Linked DNA regions of Canis lupus: region 1 is linked to region 2. A link is a contact called in public Hi-C data. All regions are on one chromosome and are shown on one strand. Each heading gives the region's core, a stretch centred on a gene start, on an enhancer-like site or on the middle of the called end of the contact. The rest is flanking DNA. Distances are from core to core; before and after follow the strand shown.

Region 1 (4,110 bases), core at 352-2,851, 140 kb after region 2:
CTATTATAGAAGAGAAAACAGAAGGCCAGAGAATGAAGTAATTTGCCCTGGCTCACATAGCCACTTGGTGACCCCAGGCCTCCTGTCATCCACTAACCGTGTTGTCTGGCTCTCCATAAACTTTCTTCCCACCTCAAGTATGCCATCATAAAGGTGAACTGAATCATCCACATGACACAGCTTCCAGGCAAGGGCCCTTGTAATTTAAAGGTATGCCAATTAGGCAGCTCACATCTCTGTTTCTTTTTCTGTCTCTAAAACAGTTAAGAAGGTTGTTTACATGTCTCATTTTCTCTCAGCTCCTCACAGACAAAAAAGCTATACATGTCAAGTAAAAGGAGGCTGGGGCACATTGCTTCAAAATGTTCTGGGTCTGGGTGTTTTCCACTCAAGATCTCCTCTGCTATCTCTGATCACCAACACTTCCTTACCTCATCTTCAAACTCCTCTTCCACAGTAAACAGCTTCTGCAAACTGCATGCCTGAAAGGAAAACAAAGCAATTGAGGCTGGATGAGAAATACTGTTTGCAAGTACATTCTGTCCTCACTCTGCTTCTTTCCAATTCTAACAAGACCATCAGGTGTACTGTTGTTTTTTGGGAGTGCTGAGGGAAGAATAAGGGATGAGGAGGGAAGAGATGGGATTTACTTAATGATTTAGGTGATTTAGAATCCTTTCTAGTAAAAATAATCCACTCAGGTTCATCTGTATTGGCCTTGGAAGAGGGAGGAGGAGGCAAGGGGAAGACTCCCAAAAGGAGCATGGGTCATTCTTTAGACCCAGCCCCATGCACAGGGGCCTAAGGATTCTGCAACATCCCAAAGATTTGGCTTGGAGAACCCATGTCAACCATAAGACAGACTACTATAAATCGAAGCATGCCTAGTACAGTGGCCTTGTTTCTGAGAAAAGTGGTTTCCTTAGCGAATCCAATGTGCCAAAGCCAGCGTCCCAAGAGGGTAGGATCCCCCAGGCCACAGGTCCTTCTTGCTGGGGCCAGCTCTTAGACCTGTGTCACGCCCAGAGCAGCAGGCCGTGCCTAACCCTAGAAGCCGGGACAGCAAGAGCTACCGTCTGACAAACCCATCCCCGGTGTCCAAAGGTCAGAGGGTACGGGCCAGGCGGAGGGGGTGGAGCTCCGGAGGCGCGACGTTTGAGCCACCGGGAGGGATGACCAGCTCTCCAAGAACAGACGGAAGGCAGCACGAGGGAAACAGGCCCCGAGGGAGGTGTGTGGGGCGGACCCTCCCAAGCCCTGACTAGAGTCCAGGTGTCCCGAAGCCACCAAACTAGGATCCGAACCCTAACCCGGGCACGCAGCTCGCACGAGTGAGGGGGGGGCTGCAAGCTGGAAGGCAGTTCCGCTGCCCCGGGGCGCGGCATTACCATGGCGACGGCGGACGGGCTCCGGCCCGTGCGGGGCGGAAGGGGGGACGCCGGGGCCTCGGCTTGTCCCAGGCGGGAGAGTCGGACTCCGGGCTGCGGGGTGTCTTGGTGCGACGCAGGCGGGGGAAGAGAGAGGGTCGCCGGGAAGCCGGGGGCCGGGGCCCGAGGCCGCTTTCGAAGTGGCCGCCACTCCAGCGTCTCCGCCCTCTTAAAGGGGCGGGCCTATTTCTATCCCGCCGACCCAAAGGCCCTTCCTCCGTCGGTCTTCCGCCTCGGCCTTAAAGGGAAACGAGTGGGCTCTCGGGCGCCCCCCAGCGGCTCCTCGGGCCCGGTCGGCTGGTTCAACAGGAGTTCTGGGAGAGCCGATTGGAAATCTTGGGTCCCCAGGCCCGCCCACCCTCCTCTCTTGAGCTAAGCACGCTAGGGACTGGGTCCTAGAGCAGAACTCTCATTCACACTACAACCCGCCCCAACCATCCATCTATCCATATTTGCAAGATATATATTAAGCAACGGTGTTCTAGGTCTTGCTCCTTTTATCCTTCATATTTAAACTTAGATCCCAGATCTTCCTTCTCACCAATCTCTCAAGTAACATCCTTTCCCCATCCAACACTCTATTTCCTTCTCAGCATTTTCCATGATTTATAATTATCGTGGTTTACATCTTTATTTTGTGTCTTCCTCCCTAAAATATGAGCTCCCAGGTTTCAGTACCAAAAAACAAGCAACACAGACAAGCAAACAAAAATGAGCTCCATGAGGGCAGGCACTTTGTCTGGCTTGTTCAACATTTTTGTCCCCAGCACTTAGCACAATGCTCCATAGAATTATTGAATGAATGACACAATGACTGCCCTGTATCTGGCACAGTACTTAACAGTGAGGATAGGGAAATTAAGAAGACTCCTTGTGTCCTCAAATTCACGAGTCAGGGAGACACAGGTCAAAAGATATTTCAGGATAGTTGTGCAGAGAAATGGGCAGGGGCGTCCATCCCTGAGCCAGCCCTCAGTCCTCACTCTGTTTTTCTTCTTGCTTGTCATTATAGGGCTAGTTGGAGTGACACTAGGGCTGCATAGTTTTAAGGACCCAAAAGGCGGGAGAAAGGTAGCTGATTCAAGTTCTTAATGATGTGATCTGAACCAGCCTTGGATCTTCCCCAGGGGCTGGCCTGGCCTCACCTCTGGGTAGCCATCATAGTTTTCTATGGACCAGTTTACCTGTCTGTCCTATGTCAGAATGGAAGCCAGAATGTCAGTGGGAGGGCAGCCCGGGGGGCTCAGTGGTTTAGTGCTGCCTTCAGCCCGGGGTGTGATCCTGGAGACCCTGGATCAAGTCCCATGTTGGGCTCCCTGCATGGAGCCTGCTTCTCCCTCTGCCTGTGTCTCTGCCTCTCTGTCTGTCTGTCTGTCTCATGAATAAATAAATAAAATCTTAAAAAAAAAAAAAAGAAAGAATGTCAGTGGGAGATGGAAGCTGGAGTCCTAACTCTCATCCCCTCACACCCTCTGTGCTTCTTCCAAGCTGGGGTACAAAACCCCAACACTCCCACTTGCAGGCCTTCTCTTCTCAGTGAAATCCCAAGTGCCTCCTTCATCACTTTTTTTCTAAGTTAAATGAATTTGGCAACTACTGCCCCCACCTCCTGTTAGGACCTGGATGGGGGTGGGGGCAGGTGGTTGGAGCAAATGGAAAATGTGGACCTGGGACATTTAATTTTTTTTAAAGATTTTATTTATTTATTCACAAGAGACAAACAGGCAGAGAGAGAATGGCAGAGACACAGGCAGAGGGAGAAGCAGGCTCCATGCAGGATGCCTGACGTGGGATTTGATCTCGGGTCTCCAGGATCAGGCCCTGGGCTGAAGGCGGTGCTAAACTGCTGAGCCACCCGGGCTGCCCGACCTGGGACATTTTACAGAGGAGCTGGCAGGACACAGTGAGGAGGTGATCTGTGATTTTAGAGTTGGGAAGGACTCCCATGCTGAAGGGTCCCCCTTCTCCCAAATCAAATGTCTTCTTCTTCCCAGTGCTGTCATCTGTGGGAAAGACAAGGGCTAAGTCTCCATGGTGATGGGGCCTATGTCCTCTTCTCCCTCCTCTTATTTTTTTTTAAGATTTTATTTATTTATTTGAGAGAGAGAGAGAGAGAGCTCACAAGTGCACACACATGAGTGGGGGGAGGGGCAAAGGGAGAGGGAGAAGCAGACTCCCTGTTGAGCAGGAAGCCTGCCAAGGAGCTTGATCAGAGGACCCTGAGATCATGACCTGAGCCTGAGATTATGAGCTGAGCCAAAGGCAGACACTTAACTAACTGAACCACCCAGGTGCCCTTCCCTCCTTTTAGAAGAGAAGTTAGCGTGAACTCTCAGAACCAGGCTTGCCCAGGCTGAAAGATTCAGGCAGAAAAGAAAGGGATGAATTCTGGGAAAGCGCAAAGTGGGTGCTAGGACTTAGGCTATGGAGGGCCACGGCAGAAGACATCAGATCCCCAGCTATGAAGTGGGGTACAAAGGGGAATGAGTGTAGCGAGGGGGTCATTTAAAAAATATATATTTTATTTATTTGAGGCAGAGAGAGTGTGTACACACAAGGGGTGGTGCAGGGCAGAGGGAGAGGGAGAAGCAGTCTCCCTGCTGAGCAGGGAGCCCAACACAGGTCTCAATCCCAGGACCCCAAGATCATGATCTTAGCCAAAGTCAGATGCTTAACAGACTGA
Region 2 (4,203 bases), core at 1,252-3,751:
TCCTGACAAGGGCCACAGAACCATTTGATGACTCTTCACATGGCTTTCACAGATGTGCTTTTAGCTAGGAGTCTGCAAGTCAGGCGGGATGAGTGACATCGTCCTTATTTTCAGATAAGGAAACAGGTGCAGTGACAAATCTCAAAGACATCCTTATTGCAAGAACACCAGAAATGGAATGTAAGCCCCTTATTCTACTGTGGGGGAAACTGAGGCTCAGAAGTCACCAGGTTTTGTTTCCGACCACTTATTTGCAGCTGTATGATTTTGGCTCTGGGCGGGAAGGGGTGTAAGGAATTATTACTTATCTGTGCCTGCATTTGGAGTCAGAGGTAGGACCAGAATCTGGTTGCTCTAAAGGCCTTTTCCATAACTTTCCAAGGTGGTGGTGGTGGTGGTGGCGGTGAATCAATAATAAAGATGATGACCATAATAATAATAGTCACCTGAGTGTTTGCCACATGATAGACAAGGGTCTAAACACTTTACAGCTATTAGCTCATTAAATCCGCACATATTGCCTGTGAGGTGGGTGCATTATTTTCCCCATCAGCTCATTTTATAAAGTGGTGGAACTCGGGCTTACAGGCATTAAGATATTTGTTAGAGGTGGCACGGCTCCCGCAGGAAACAGCCGGGATCCATTGGAGCCAGGTCCCTGCCTCCCAAGGGCTCTGATCTTGAGACAAGCCCCACAGGCTAGATTTCTTGGGGTTCTGGAGGCCTGAGGCCAGAGCACATAAAAACCTTCACAGGTGAGCAGGTCACTGCAGGGAGCAGAGAACACAAGTTGAGAATGGGTTGGGGGTAGGGGGTGGTGGGACTCAGGCAGTTGGGGGGTTTGAATCCTGGCTCTTTCATTCGAGTGACCTTGGTGCGATCTGACCTCTTCGGCCTCCATTTTCTCATTCGTAAAACGCAGGTTGCGCGGGAGAGATCTTGGTTCCATTACACACGGGGAGTCATCGTTCTCGAGGCCCTCAGTTTCCTCCTCGGTAAAATGGGGAGAGTCATCTCTTGGCTGTGGATTATGAACCTGTTCGGGTAAACCGTAACTTTGAGGCTGTGAAAGACCGTAATAGAAGCTGGGTTCTCGCCTGAACATACAGTTTATAAAAGGATTTTCCGTCATTTCAGACCTCCACTGGCTGGGGAAGGGATGCAAGGGGCGCCTCCCCGCTGCGCTTTCCCAGCGGCCACTAACCCCCCGCGTTACAGCTCGCACTCTCCCGCCGCTAAACTGCGGCTTGTAAGCCTCCCGGAGCCGCACAACCGGTTTCAGGGAAAGCTGATGGTTGGCCCCTCGGGATCCACGTGCTAGCCTCCCGGGCGCCGAATGGCTGGGCGGCTGGAGCCCGAGAAGCTGGTGACGTCCAAGTCACGGTCGGCCCCTCTTAAAGGCGCAGGTTCGCACCCCGCGTTCGCTTTTCTGTGTTCGGACAAATAATGACGACCGCGCCAAAGCTTTAAAGGCGAGGCAAGTGGTGGGGTCTCAGGTGCAGAGCTTGCAGTGGGGGAGAGATGTCTCCCCGAGAAGCGGGATCAGAGACGTCAGCGCAGGATTTAAGCCCACCTGTCACCCCGGGAGGCAGGCTGATGAGAGTGAAGTACCTGGGCGGTTCCAATTCCAGGCACTTAACTTCCAGCCTCAGTTTCATCTCCTGTAAAAAGGAGCCCGATGATAAGATACTCCTAAAGTTTGGGGGCGTAGAAGTAACGCTGAGAGAGTAACCAACGCAAGCAAAAATGTCATTCCCCTTCTTCCCTCCTCAATCCCCTCTCAGCGCGGAGGAGGAACCCGAGGCCCGGAGGGGCGGTGTACCTTGCCCAAGGTCCCACGGTGGTGGGACTAAGCCTCAATCGAGTCCGGCTGACCCCGCTTTCCTGGCTCCGGGGACAACCTCCTCCCCCGTCCAGCCTGCCTGGCCCGAGTCACAGTTCGTCTAACCCCACCGCCCGCACGCCCGCGGTACCCAGCGGTTTGCCACGTGGTTGCAGAGCGGGATCGCAGTCGATTATCCGTAAAATGGAGACAGTGGTAATTCCCGCTCGGCAGGTCGTCATTAAGTCGTAAAACCTCAGCAGGAAGCCGGCGGGTGTCAGGCGTCACTATCTGATCGCCCCGTGGCCTTGGAAGAACTGATTCAGGCCCCCGCCTCCCCGCAGAGGACCCTGAGGAAGAGCGGGAGAGCGCGCTACCCACGTGGGTCTGGGAAGTTAGGGGGAGCGCCGGGACTCCCGGGGCAACGCTCGGCCGGGGTCCCGGTAGGATGGAGTTTGCGAGAAAGCGCTATTAAGTGCGATACTACCGCAGGCCACGCACGACAGGGGCACCCAAGACCTCGGGGCGCTGGCCCCGGGCCGCCCCCCACGGGGCACCAGCTGCGCGGGTACGCGGGCGCGGCGCGGGTCCGCGAGAGGCAGCGAGTGGGCGGGGCCGGCGGCACTCCGGGTGTGCGGCTGGTCGGCCGGCGGAGGGCGGGGCCTCGCGGCGCGGTCTGGGGGCGGGGCGAGCTCGGGTGCCTGCAGAGGCGGCCTTGGTGCTCGGCGAGCGCGCGCGGACCGTACAGCGGCCGCGGAGCGGCCATGGGCCCGCTGGGCCCCGGGCGCCGCGCAGCGCGAGCACCGGCCTAGAGCCAGGTGGGTGGACCTGGGCCGGGGTGGGGGCGGACGTGGGCCTCCGGGGGTCCCGGGGAACCTGAACCCCGGCTGGACTGGGGGCCGGGAGTCGCGAGCCGCCCGGCCGACCTAGGCGGTCCCGCCGGGCGTCCCCTGCTCGAGGGGCCGGAGCTTCTCCTAGGGCCCGGGAGAGAGTCTGTTTTCCCAAACCAACTCCCGACCGTCTCGGCCGAAGCCCCGCCCTCTGCCTTGGGGAGAGAGCGCGGAGAGCTTGTCCTTTCCATCCAGACCTGGGGGACTGGCCCTTCCGGCCTCGCGAGGAGGGTGCGTGCGGGGGAGGGCCGGGCACCAGCCTCCAGCCCCGAGAGCCGACCGTCCTGCCATCAGATTTGTTTACACGTTTCCCGCATTGCTCGGCCCCACCTTCCATGCCCCGTGACTCAGAGCACACGGGGCCCGCCTTGCGAGTGAGGGGAGAGGGGGGCAGGTTCAGGCGTCCTGGTCTTTGGGTCCCGAGGCCAAACAGGGCGCCTGCCCCCGTGACGGGGACGCAGGGATTCCGTGTTGCTCAGATGAGGGAATGGCAGCGAGCCATTACTGCTTCCTAAGCATGAGTAACTACTCCAGCTTTCTCCCTAACTACTCCCGGAGTGACCTTGTTCAGGTCATCCCCGCTCTCTGAGTCTCTGTCCATTGGTAAAGTAGAGATGACGGTAACTGCTTTCAACGGTGATTGCGGGACGCCTGGGTGCCTCAGTGGTTGAGCATCTGCCTTTGGCTCAGGTCATGATCCCGGGGTCCTGGGATCGAATCCCGCATCTGGCTCCCTGCATGGAGCCTGCTTCTCCTTCTGCCTGTGTCTCTGCTTCTCTCTCTGTGTCTCTCATGAATGAATAAATAAAATCTTAAAAAGAAAAAAGTGAATTGTGAGGATCGCTCGAATTCATATTTAGTGAGTGAATTGGGGTGATGGGCTGGTTCAGATCCCAAAGTGCCCTCACCTGGGTTCTTCCCCTCCCACTGATTTCTGTTGTGAATTGGGGTCCAATTGACTATTTGTTTTTCAGAATTGAAGCTGCAAGATGGCTGATCAGGACCCTGGGGCTATTAGCCCCCTCCAACAAATGGTGGCTTCAGGAACTGGGGCTGTGGTCACCTCCCTCTTCAGTAAGATCTGGGGAGGTGTGAGGCGGGTAGCTGGGGGCTGGGGAAGACCCGAGATTAGAGGTGACTTGGCCCTGGAGGAGGGCTCGGGGATGGGGTCCTGAAAGGAGCCTTCAGACCTGCCCTCCTCCTCCAGTGACACCCCTGGACGTGGTGAAAGTACGCCTGCAGTCTCAGCGCCCCTCGATGGCCAGTGGTGAGTGCCTGACCCTGAAGCCAACATGGGAGGTGCATGGGCAAAATGGATCTTCCAGAGATGGGGTCCCTGGGACAGGTAGGTGGCTCTTCTGACTTAAGGGACTGCCTTGTATTTTAGAGCTGATGCCTCCCTCCAGACTCTGGAGCCTCCCCTACGCCAAATGTGAGTTTCCCTAGTCATAGGGGGCTTGTCATGGTCCGGGGGAGGGAGGGTCCTAGTCT

The links. Hi-C and Micro-C count contacts between places; a contact is called where the count stands out from the background.
Region 1: a Hi-C map of blood shows a contact between it and region 2, with 3 times the contacts expected there. The contact joins the promoter of HROB here to the promoter of SLC25A39 in region 2. A contact is called at or near these places in 3 of 9 Hi-C or Micro-C datasets (amygdala and blood).

Annotation. Positions count from the first base shown.
Region 1 is chr9:19,121,053-19,125,162 of UU_Cfam_GSD_1.0, forward strand. It overlaps HROB (homologous recombination OB-fold protein), which reads right to left and starts at 1,602. Exons shown (of 9, transcript XM_038547137.1): 1 at 1,389-1,602; 2 at 432-482. The coding sequence starts at 1,391.
Region 2 is chr9:18,975,696-18,979,898 of UU_Cfam_GSD_1.0, forward strand. SLC25A39 (solute carrier family 25 member 39) reads left to right here and starts at 2,502. Exons shown (of 12, transcript XM_038547113.1): 1 at 2,502-2,640; 2 at 3,687-3,786; 3 at 3,920-3,979; 4 at 4,100-4,144. The coding sequence starts at 3,702.